Regions from separate parts of the Mus musculus genome. Here all the other regions are linked to region 2. The links are chromatin contacts, called in public HiChIP or PLAC-seq maps. All regions are on one chromosome and are shown on one strand. The core of a region is the stretch at or near the end of the contact, and the rest is flanking DNA. Distances in the headings are between cores, read along the strand shown.

Region 1 (3,799 bases), core at 848-3,347, 200 kb before region 2:
AGGCAAACTTTATATGCCCCAGTACAGGGGAACGCCAGGGCCAAAAAATGGGAATGGGTGGGTAGGGGAGTGGGGTGGGGAGGGTGTGGGAGGCTTTTGGGATAGCATTGGAAATGTAATTGAGGAAAATACGTAATAAAAATAATAATAATAATACTAATAAAAAAGAATGCAGTTGGTAAATGGAAGTTGTGAAATGTGATTAATTTAGGTCATATTTCTAAAGGTTTTCAGCTGCTTTGAGAACATCAGTATGGTTGATGATACTGTTTTCACAGAGGAAATAACGCTGTTTTAATATGCTTTACCTAGATAGAGGAACATGGCCATTGCGTATATGAGCATAGAGTTCGAGGCTAGGTATAAAGAAGTAAAACTGGATATTTGGAGCATAGGTGGATTTTTTTTTTCTGAGACAGGTCTTCTTATGTAGAACAGGCTGGTTCTAAACACAGGGTCCTCCTGCCCTTGTCTCATGCGTGCTGTAGTTAAAGGAGTGTACCTCCTTGTCTGCTGTTATTGGTAGTTAGCCTAGCCCTACATGATTGGTTGAAACCCTAAGTGAATAAGTAGAGAGGGAGAAGGACTGAGTCCCACCATGCTCACAACACCGATAGCTTGTTGGAACTAAAAGGAACCAGCTGAAAAGACTGAAGAGTTGGGCAGCCAGACAAGAGAAGTGTCCCAAAGCTACGAGAAGAGCTAAGAAAGGGGGTGGAATAACCATCAGAGTGGATGGCCGAACATGACACCTGAATGCTTTCTATGTGGCTGTGGGGACCATGGAGCCACCAACAACAAAAGGACCAGTGGATGGGCGTATGAACATCTGATGGGACTTGGTTCAGCAAAGAACAAAAGATGAGACAAATCTATGGCTCGTGAGACATTTGGTCTCATGGGGTGGGAGGTGGGAAGGAGAAGAGTGAAGATAGAAAAAAAAAATCCAAATTGTTTTAAAAGGTAGATCTCTTTAAATCTTCAAAGACTATTTTGATTTATTGATGTGTGTGTGCGTGTGTTTGTGCATGAGAGAGAGAGAGAGAGAGAGAGAACATGCATGACCCAAGTATGTGGATGTCAGAGGACATCGGGGTTTGTTCTCTCCTCTCACCATGTGTTTTCAACCCCTCACTCAGACTCAGGTCACCAGCAAGTGCCTTTGTCCACTGAGCATCTAGGCAGCCCAAAATTCTAGCTTCTCTTAGATGGCGTTTGTTCTAATATACTAGAAAATTGATGGGCAATATTTTGTAAAAAAAAAAATAAAATAAAATAAAGGAATTGGTAAGAGACCTCCTTAAGGCCACAAGAAAGATGTGATATAAGTTATTGAGTGATAGCTGGAGCTCAAGCACAGCCTGTTCTAGATTTGTGCAGCACACATAGGTGAGCAGCTGAGGTCTGTGGAGAGATGCTGAGGTTGTCCCCTGTTTGCTTCTGTGTTTGAAGGAAATGAAAGTCAACATCCACAGCTGCATCCAAGGGAGGGGTGGATGCGTGACGTACTTTCCCTGCAGTAACAGAAGTTGGCCAAGAAAGAGTGATCAGATTGCTTAGTGGGGCCGAAAGCCCTTTGAGATTTGTGTTATATCTTTGAAACCAAACACGGCAGTGTAGTTGTTTATTTTCCCTCACAGCTGGGGCCGAAGGCAATCTAAGAAGGATCAGGTCTGATCGTGATAGTAGTTTTGCCAACTGAATAATGGGAAGTAGGGATAAGCAGAGATGGGGGAATCTAAGGAGACTCTGGGGTGGCAGTATATGCCAGGCTGGGAAAGAAGGAGATGCTGAGATAAAAGAGGTGGTCCGTGAAAAGGTGATCAAGATGTAGAGACCTTAGAAGTTGTATTGTTTGAGTTGAGATCCTGGAGGGAGGGAGCTGGAAATACCTTTGAATTGAGAACTTGGCAGCTTTTCTCCAATTTAATTTCAAAAAGAGACATTTTAAAATCACTTGCTTTTGCTGCTGCGTGGCTGGGGGAAATGTACTTTTCAAGTATGAGTTCAACTCATTTTTGTACCAGTATATTCATGCTGATATTCTCGGTTAAGTCATTCAAATGAGTCAACTATTTCTGTGTCTTCAACCATAAAAGGAGACGAGTGAGGAAGCCGCGCTGAACACTCAGGAAGCCTTGGATCCCACCGAGTGTCACTGCATGGTGGCAGTGTGACTGGCAGGCCAGAATCTCAGGGCTGTCATTGCTGTGGCGCCACTGAGCCTCATCAAAGGAGATAAAGCTAGGAGATAAGGTCTGAGTTGGCACAGTAAAGGAAGCTACCGGCAAGTCACATGTGAGCCACCATTAACTAGGTGCCATCCATTTGGTTGTCAGTCAATAGCAAAGTTCTTCACTCTTGACTAGTCACACATTTTTTTCTTGAGAAGGATGAGTGAGTTCAGGCTGGGGAGACGGCTCTGTTAATAAAGCACTAGAAATGAAAACATGGGTTTAGATCCTACTCACCTACATTAGAAACTGCGCATTTGGCTTGTGCCTCTCATTTCAGTGCTGGTAGAGGTGGGGGGATTGCTGGGACTTACCGGCCAGCCAGTCGAGAACCATGACATCAGTTTCAGTGAGAGATTCTGTCCCAGAAATAAGGTTTGGGAGCCATTGGGAAAGATAACCCAGTGCTGACCTCTCAACTCCCCAGCCAACTATCCATGCATAGACAAACAGACACACAGACACACAGATACAGACACAGACGTGCATATAAACACACACACAGAGATGCACATACACAGAAACACACACATGCACACACACAGAGAAACACACACATGCACATGCATACATGCACATGAACATGCATACACTATACCCAAGCACTTAAAAACAATCAGAAATTCAAAATAAAAAAACTTGCTTTGATGTAAATAGAGAAAGATGGCTCATGAGGCCCCACCACTAGCTGGGAGCTATTGGCAGGTGACAGCTACTTTCTCCAGATTGTCATCTGGGACCTGCTTCATTGGATGGCTTCACACGCATCCACGTAGATGAAGCATTAACCCAACACAGTGGCTTATTAAAAATCCAAAATTGGGGTTATCAAACAATTGAGGGAGAAGTGTCGTCAGGGGGATGTTGGAGAAGTTGGAACAGGGCAGTGAGGAGGTACAGGTATGATTAAAATAAATCACAGACATGTATGAAATCATACGTAAAATTGCTTTAGAAATGTAAAATTTTCCTCGTCAAAGCTATGGAAGTGGTAAAACATGTTTAACTATGGATCTATACTTAAAGTAATAAGTAAATATTATTATACTTATAATATCTTGGGTATCACTAGACAGATCAAGTGTAATAATCAGGTTAATTATGCACACACACACACACACGCACATGCACACGCACACACACACACACACACACATTAAAAAGCTGCCTAGTACTTTCATATACTTTGTGTTTTTAGGGGGAATTTTCCCTAATCATCACCATATGTTGGATGGAAGCAGAGCCATCTGAATTGAAACTAAAATGTGATAATTACCACTTTTATTAAACATCGGGCTGGCAAACCTTGAAAATACACCTTTCTCATCTAGCATGGATGTTTTTGTGTTTCCATTTTTTCCTATACTTTCTATTCTCTTTTCTTTTCTTTTTTTTTTTTTTTTTTGAGGAGACATGGGGTCAGGAATATAAATTTCCCCTTTTCTTCTTTTGTGTGTCTATGCATATGTGTGTGTGCATTTATGTGCAGGTGTGTGTGCCAGTATGTGTTTGTGTCTATGTGTGTAGACCAGAGATAAAAGTCAAGTGTGTTTCTTCAGTCTTTC
Region 2 (4,090 bases), core at 722-3,221:
ACCAGTCTTCTCTGGTTTCTGTGGCAAATGGCCACACTTTGTGGCTTTATTGGGCTGGGGCTAGAGCTCAGTGGCCTACATGAGAGTTCTGTCCTCAGCACCGAGAGATAGTGTACTGGTTTATAACTATACAACTCTGTTCTCTTTTGTGTTCTAGAGGTTAGAAAATCTGACACAGGTGTCACGTGGCTAAAATCAAGATGTTCTCTTCTGAAGGCTCCAGGGGGAATCTGTTTCCTGTTTCTTCAAGTATCTTGAAGTTAGCACCTTACATTGGCTCTTTATCCCTTCCCTCTTCAAAGCCAACCCCAGGAAGTGAAGTCCCTCTTACATGGCCCCACAATAACCTTTGCCTCCTTCCTCCCCCCTACTTTCTTCACCCATTTTTTTGGACTCCTATAACATCAATGGGCTAAACTGGGGATTCTCTAGGACAGTCTCCATCTTATAAGTCATTAGCCACCCTAATTTCCTCTTGCCATGTGACCTGACTGAGTAAACTCCTGGGTCAGGCCAACTGGATCAGGGGTAGGAACAGAAAGACATCATCCTCCCTACCATATACTCTCACACACAGTCTCTAAAACCACCTAACGTAATAAATATGGTCAGCACTGGAGAGAAGCACCTGAGGCTCAGAGGAGACCAAGGTTACCTGGCTTTTGAAAAAAAACCACCTGAGATCTTAATTCCACGTGCAGCCGCCATTATTTGGCCCAGCAGGACAGTGCACCACACAGAAGGTCCACGTGCCTGGTATTCTAGATACACTGACTTTCATTCCCCCATCTGTGAAGAAACTGCTGAATGGATTGGCTGTTATTGAATAGCTCAGGGCATAAAATGATAGTAATAGACAAGACATTCTTAACGCCCCTTGCAGTTACAGCCTACAGGAAATGTACTGAACACCAGAGAGGGTGCCCTATGAACATGTACTGCTGTTGTATCCTGCATCCAAGTGCTGGAATAATGTGCAGCATGCCATGTGACACACAATTCTATCTGCAACCTTTCCCCTTTAGCTCACTTCTGAGTCCAGCCCACCTAGCCTTCCCCAATGATGGCAAATGTGTTGTCTACCTTAGTATGCCTGCCTTTTCCCCACTAAATTGGTAAGTTATCCGAAAGAATGATGCCAGGGTATTTGGTTGAATATGATATTTAATAGTGGTTTGGGAGGTAAAATATAGCTTTAAGAAAAATTGACTCAAGAGATGTATGTGGTTGCATATAATTGAGCATGAGTCTTCTGGGCTTCCAACAACTACAACTGCATTGTGGGTCAGAAGCTCAAGCCTACAGTGAAATCCTAAGCCTATGGATCATTAGACAGCCTCCATCACTACTCCCTTTCTTCCTTTCATCAAAGAATTATAATATACATGTCACTGAATCATCTCTCTCTTCCTACTTCCTTCCCTTTTAATCACAACAGAGAGGAAATTTTCCAGCCAGGCATTAAATTGGGTCAACAGCTAACCCAGCGTGAGTGTAGACAGCGGGTCTAGCAAGTAGTATGTAGACACAGGAAATGAAAGCCACTGTGCTGCCTGTATCCATGCACTGTGGAATGGTGCAAAGGCCCTATTAAGATGGAAAGTAATAAAAGATGAGAGGAAATATGGGCACCAGCAGCCAATAAACATTCCTGCCTTAAGAAAGCATTAGTTCCATGCAATGGCTTCTAATGCCTTTCTTGTAATCTCCCAAGGTAACCTTTGTCACCAAGAGTGGGCCTACAGGACTTCTAGGAAATGGCACAGTGCCTCTGAGCTGATCCGAAACCATTTATGGCAGTTGCACAGGGTTGGCTCAACTTTCAAAGGCTGTCACTGAAGGCGGGTGTAGAAGGATGTCCTTGACCCTGCCGTGCACTCATGGAAGTTGAAGCAAAAGCACACAGACCTGTGCCTGCTGCAAGAGGACATCTATTTCCCTCTTTACTGTGTAGAATGACTCAGAAATGCACTTAATAGCTGGGCTTGCGATCACAATGCAGTGCTAATAACTGTGAGTAAAGGCTATACTATTGGCTCTGCCTAGATCGTCCCTGGAGATCAGAGCAAAGATTCCTTTCTTCCTGTGTCATCCCTTAGATATGACTCTACATGGCTTTTGTTTTCTCTATATGAACCCATAGGACAATGCATTAGAAGGAAGTCTAATATCTGCCCTTGGTGAGTAAGCTATCCCCTAGGGCACCACTGCAGTTCCTTTGAGAGTGAACTTACAGGCCACAGAACAATCAAGAACACATAACTTCCTTCAGACCTCCCAAGGCTTATGCAATAGGTAGCATAAAGCCCTGGAATCATGTGCCTGACCATTCAGATATCTAGAGCTTATGTTACTCTATGTATTCAAAGAGATGGCATGTTATCCTAAACTATGCTATGAGCTGACCCAGAGTCATTCATAGGCAGTGGAGAGGGTGGTGCTCAGAGCCAGCGAAGGAGTTGTATGGCAGATGTGGTTGCAATAAGGTAGGGCCTAGAAGCTAAAGATCGCATGCAGCCTAGAGCTGCAAGAGCCAAGCCATTGAGTCTCTCCTAGGAACGTGAGAGGACTCAGCTTCTCCAGCCACTCCAGACTTCTCAGCTCTGGCAAAAAACAGTAAACAGCTCTGCTTTCAGTCACTAAGTTTGTGATCAGGTGTTCAGGCAACAGTGGGAAGCTAGCAGAGGCAGCTCGCCCTGCTTTCCTCCTTGGGATTAGCCACATTACAGGCTGGCCAACTACAGAAAACTTATCCTAATCTATCAGAGTAAAGTTCTACCGCCCCGGCTCCAACAAATGCCACCCGACGCTATCAACTCCAGCAACTTACTTCATCAAACATGGAATTAGCTTTCATATAATAACTAACAAAAGTATGCACTTGTCCGGTATGTTGGTTATCTTTGGAAGATATGCTTGCAATTTTAATGTTCTATGGGGTTTTTTTTGTTTTTGTTTTTCTTTGTTGTTGTTTTAATCCATTTAAGGAAAACATCATAAAGCTTGGAACTAAATGACCCAGCAATTGAAAACTTAAACAATGAAGACATTTAGCCTTGTGACAACGCCACGGTGTGTGGCCTAGTAGTAAATGAGAACGTAAATATGTTTGCCCAAAAAGAAGATAGAAAAGGAAAAGAAAAGCTATCACTCCAAATGAAATCAATTGTTTGGCGTTTTACGGGGGCTCTGGGGTGGGTTCCCCAAGGACACTCATGCTATGCATGATCTCTGGTTCCACAGATGTGATTAATTTTGCTTCTGTGATTAGGTATGTTACATGACATAGATTTATGGCCAGGGATGTTGTTTGGATGGGTCTGGCCTAATCATATGGCCCTTGAAAAGCCAAGCGCGTTCCCTGGTTAGTAGCAATTGAGAACTAGTTTGCGTACCTGGTTATCTGAAGGTTGAGGAGCCTGCATGTTAAAGTGTATGGACAGCCTGTGTGATCCTGTCCTGGACTCACAGCAGCAAGGTGAGGTGCCGGCCTTCAGTGCTACAGCTACAAGGAACCTAATTCTGATACCAGCACAAGTGAGTTTTCCTTCAGTACCTCCAGATGGAGGCCCAGATCAGCAGACGCTTGAGACTAGCCTAGGAGGGGCTACATGGAGTGCTAGCACTGAGTGGACCTTCTAGACCATAGCACGGTGGGTGCTCGCACTGAGTGACCTTAGAAGCCAGCTTTGATTCATAAGGCCTCTCTCTGTTCCTCCAGGGAGCAAACATTGGTTCTGGGGGAAAAGTGATTTTTAAAAATACCTTATTTTCTCACATCTAAACCAGTTGGGGATAGTTGAGGTATCTCAGAAGTCCTACTGGGAGAGGAATAATAAACAAAGTATTAGTAAATGCTTACCTAAAATACAAGTTCAATATTTGGTTTCTACTGGTTTTTGCCAGTCTGCTTCTAGTGCAGTGGTTTGGGGGCCGAACAACCCTTTCACGGGAATTGTGTATCAGAGATCTTGCATACCAGATATTTATATTATGATTCACAGCAGTAGCAAAGTTACAGTTATAAAGTAACAACAAAAATATTTTATGGTTAGGGGCCTCCACAGTGTGAGAAACTGAATTAAAAGGT
Region 3 (3,852 bases), core at 334-2,833, 180 kb before region 2:
AAGATGAACTTGTGGCCATCTTCCTGTCTCTGTTTTTCAAGGAATGGTGTGTGTGTGTGTGTGTGTGTGTGTGTGTGTGTGTGTGTGTGTCTTAGGGTTTCAATTGCTGTGATGGAACACCATGACCAAAAAGCAAGTTGGGAAGGAAAGAGTTTATCTGGCTTACACTTCCGTATCATTGTTCATCATGGAAGGAAGTCAGGACAGGGAGCTGATGCAGAGGCCATTAAAGGGTGCTGCTTACTGGCTTGCTTCCCATGGCTTGTCAGCCTGCTTTCTTATAGAACCCAAGACCACCAGTTCAGAGATGGCACCACAATGGTTTGGGCCCTCCTCCATCAATCACTAGTTAAGAAAATGCTGTCCCTCTCGATCTTATGAATGCATTTTCTCCATTGAGGTTCCTTCCTTTCAGATAACTCTAGTTCCTGTGTAAAATTGACATAAGACTCTCCAGCACAGTGTGTGTGTGTGTGTGTGTGTGTGTGTGTGTGTGTTAGGGGGTGGTGTTGCCCTTAGAAGCAGAGCACTATAGGTGATGCCTTCCGTGTCTCTCTCATTGTGTCTCCATTTATCTCCAAAGACAACCACTATGTCAGCGATGCTTTAATGCAACTGTACTGTCACCTCACACATTTGAAAATAAGAATATTATTCTGTAGACACGGCTCGCTAGTTTACCACATACCATTTTTAAAATTTATGTTGCTCCAGTTTATTTACTTGAATTTCTAAATCTGATTTCATCCCATCTGTCCACTCTCTTGTTTCTCAGCATGCTGTCCTTTCTATAATTTTCATGGTCATTGCAGGCAGGCTTGTTAGCTTAACAAGTATTTCTCTTTTCACTCATTAACTGGGAATCTCACATCCCAATGTTGTCCCTTGCTACAGTCGCTGGAATAGCTTAACTAACTTTCCATGTTTGTATGTGTGTGTGTCTGTCTGTCTGTTTGTCTGTGTATGCCTGCCTGCCTGCCTGTCTGCCTGTCTGCCTGTCTGCCTGTCTGCCTATACCTTGTTCTGTATAACAACCCATCACTTTGGAAGTAACTGAGAGGGCAGAGCTCGTAGAAAAGACAGTGTCTGTAAGTTGTCAATCATCTCAACTGTGGCTTTTCCATTATAAAGATCTTGCTTTTCCACAGTTTATATAAAGCTCTACATATTGGTATGCTTGCTTGGTCATACAGTGACTTCTCCAAGTTACCTGATTATTCATCAAGAGCCCTCTAAATATTCAGCCCACAATTGTCTTTTTAATCGCCAACACACACACACACACACACACACACACACACACACACACACACACCTCAGTGTTTCCAAGTGGCTGTGCCGCTATCTTTAGCAACATTTGCCTTGCCTTAACTCTACTCTCCTTTTAAAGGCATCTCGTTTGCTGTGACATTGTTTACTTTCTTTATGCCTTAATTATGGGACTCTGATAACCACAGAAGAGCAGGAGGGACAATAAGTGGAGGTTTGTGGGTGACTATGTGCCAGCTTGAGGCAGAGACGTTTGACAGCCGTAGCAGTTGTTCTTACAAGTGTTTTCCAGTTATTGCCATGTGATTGCTGTCCCTAGCAATCGAGGGAGAGGAGCCAGCCTCTTCCAGTCACTCAGGCACTTTTCTCACTGGCTGTGCTTTTGAACACCCAGCCATTCATCTTTTCTCTGATGTGTTTTTGATGGTCAGTCTGAGCATCTGATTTTTCTCTTGGCTGAGTGGTTCTTAAGGGCCTGGCCCTAGGTGGGAATATATTACTTATCTCAAAGGGCAGATGAAGAAGCAGAGAGAAGCCTCATCTACTGCCTGAACTATATAGTACAAGCTGAAGAAAACTTGTTGAGCAGCTGTGATTGAGTACAGTATGAGAAGAGCTTCTGGTGTGTGTGTGTGTGTGTGTGTGTGTGTGTGTGTGTGTGTGTAGGTGTGTATATGTGTGTGTGCATGTGTGGGTCTATGTGCATGTGTGTGTGTGGTGTGTACATGTATGTGTGTAGAAGTCAGAAGACAACTTCAGCTGTCATAATTAGGCATCTTCCCCCCCTATTTTTGAGACAAGATCTCTCACTGTCCAGGGCTTCACCAAGTAGGCTAAGGTGAGTTGGCCAGTGAGCCCCCATGGCCCATCCCTGTCTCCTATCTCACCGTCACTGAGGTCACAAGTGTGTCCCACCAGCTTTGCACATTGGTTCTGAGTTTCCAAACTCAGGTCCTCATGTGTGTGAGACCAAGAGCTTCACTGACCGAGCCATTTCAGCCCAACCTTGACATTAGTAAATTATCAACGTAGAAATAGTTGTTAAAGCAAAAATATGTTTGGATGCAGGTAGTATGAAAGGGATTCTATGGTGCTAAGAGCACCTGGTATGTCATCTATTCACATATCCTTTTTCTTCCATTCTCATCACTGTTTTAGGTTACTGCCTCACGGCTGCTGTGGCTGCTGATATTCCCAGAGGGAGGTGCATACTGTGTGGGCCACAGCTCTCTCCATCAGGATAAGAAAGGCTCATAGACAACTCCCCAGTAGAGAGGTTGCTCTCTCTCTTCTAAATGCCCAGTGATGTCACACGGCTGCACCCGTCTGAAAGCTCAGAAAGTTGGCAATTCAGTTGACACAGTAGGATTTCAAACAAAGCATGAAGGGGGTGCATGTTGATAAGGGTCCATAATGCTAACCACCAGCCTTCTATATATCAGACACGAGAAGTGTCTGTCAGATATCAAATATGAACATACATGCTGCCTCCTATCCAGCTGGGGTTTCTGTGTGGTATGCCACTGACGTGGAAAGGCAAGGAACGCAAGGACACCATCTGCGTTGACACACTTGCTTGTTGACCTGGCCTTGAAGGATGTTAGTGGAGGTGAAGTCGTCTAGTTTATTTCAGGAAAAAAAAAAAAAAAAAAAAAAAAAAAAAAAAAACAAAAAAAAACTTCTAATGGTTTTCTCCCTGATAAAACCCAACCTTGAGAACAATGACAGAAAAATATAGACATCTGAAACAGAGCTTACTAATTCACCAGACACTCACAGAATATGCATGTTTTGGGGGCCCGAGATCACTAGGGACAGCAATCTGATGATAATTACCACCAAACAGTGAAACCTCTAGTGGGGCTGAGACTTCCGGTGTCCCTCGCTGGAATGTTGCAGGGAGAAAAGACTTGATTTCCAGAGTTTCTCTTTTTTCCCCTCATGCTCTTCTGGGTACTGCTGTGTGACAAGTCACAGAGTCCAAGTTGGCCGTTCTCAAGGGGCTCTCTCCTGTGTTCTTGCTCTGGTATGGGAGCTGGATCTCCTGAATATGGCTTCACCGTGGTCTTGGTCTCTGATAGTCTAGTGTCCTGGTTCTGAAGTTGTACATTCCAAGACATCAATGGGGCTGTTAGAAAGTGACTTTTTAAAAGATATGGCCTCAGGATAATCTTGAACTCTGCAATCTCCTGCTCCGATCTCTCCAGTTCTGGGATTATGGGCATTTCTTTTAGTCTTTGCTGAGCTCCATGGGTATGAATGGCGATGGGATCCTTGGGGTTTTACCAGAGATTCCTGTCTTCCCAAGACTCCAGAAGGCCACAATTAGCAAAAAGACCAGGAATGAAGAGGTGGGAAGAGGGCAGTGCCTTCTCACTGTAAACTAGCAATTTTCATCATCCTCTGCCTTGGCCCATGTGGCTGCTGCTACCTGGAACATCCCTCCTCCTGTCTCTGCATGGCAGACTCTCTGGAACATCCCTCCTTCCTGTCTCTGCATGGCAGACTCCCACACTCCCCCAGATGCATCTCAGCTGGTGGCTTCTTCATGAAACCCACCTCATCTGTCGGCTCGGGTGCCTC

What was found. HiChIP or PLAC-seq counts read pairs in DNA pulled down with a chosen protein or histone mark.
Region 1: a contact with region 2 is called in an H3K27ac HiChIP or PLAC-seq map of heart atrium, with 6 read pairs. The contact joins two enhancer-like sites. A contact is called at or near these places in 2 of 484 Hi-C or Micro-C datasets (cerebral cortex and nephron progenitors) and 1 of 115 datasets of contacts at active chromatin or transcription factors (heart atrium).
Region 3: a contact with region 2 is called in an H3K27ac HiChIP or PLAC-seq map of heart atrium, with 7 read pairs. The contact joins two enhancer-like sites. A contact is called at or near these places in 5 of 484 Hi-C or Micro-C datasets (cerebellar granule neurons, cerebral cortex, liver and 2 more) and 1 of 115 datasets of contacts at active chromatin or transcription factors (heart atrium).

The regions. Positions count from the first base shown.
Region 1 is chr12:82,729,709-82,733,507 of GRCm38.p6, forward strand. All of the region lies in intron 2 of Rgs6 (regulator of G-protein signaling 6), which reads left to right. Among named protein-coding and RNA genes, the nearest start is that of Gm22149, 41 kb to the right of the region's middle. Within about 2 kb of position 2,098, at least 7 of the 459 cell types and tissues checked have an H3K27ac peak or open chromatin away from gene starts, as enhancers often do. A contact at or near this core is called in heart atrium, where this site is marked.
Region 2 is chr12:82,933,755-82,937,844 of GRCm38.p6, forward strand. The region is part of intron 2 of Rgs6 (regulator of G-protein signaling 6); the gene reads left to right. 1700085C21Rik (RIKEN cDNA 1700085C21 gene) reads right to left here. Exons shown (of 3, transcript NR_046045.1): 2 at 3,766-3,821. Among named protein-coding and RNA genes, the nearest start is that of 1700085C21Rik, 3.4 kb to the right of the region's middle. Within about 2 kb of position 1,972, at least 23 of the 459 cell types and tissues checked have an H3K27ac peak or open chromatin away from gene starts, as enhancers often do. A contact at or near this core is called in heart atrium, where this site is marked.
Region 3 is chr12:82,753,103-82,756,954 of GRCm38.p6, forward strand. All of the region lies in intron 2 of Rgs6 (regulator of G-protein signaling 6), which reads left to right. Among named protein-coding and RNA genes, the nearest start is that of Gm22149, 17 kb to the right of the region's middle. Within about 2 kb of position 1,584, at least 7 of the 459 cell types and tissues checked have an H3K27ac peak or open chromatin away from gene starts, as enhancers often do. A contact at or near this core is called in heart atrium, where this site is marked.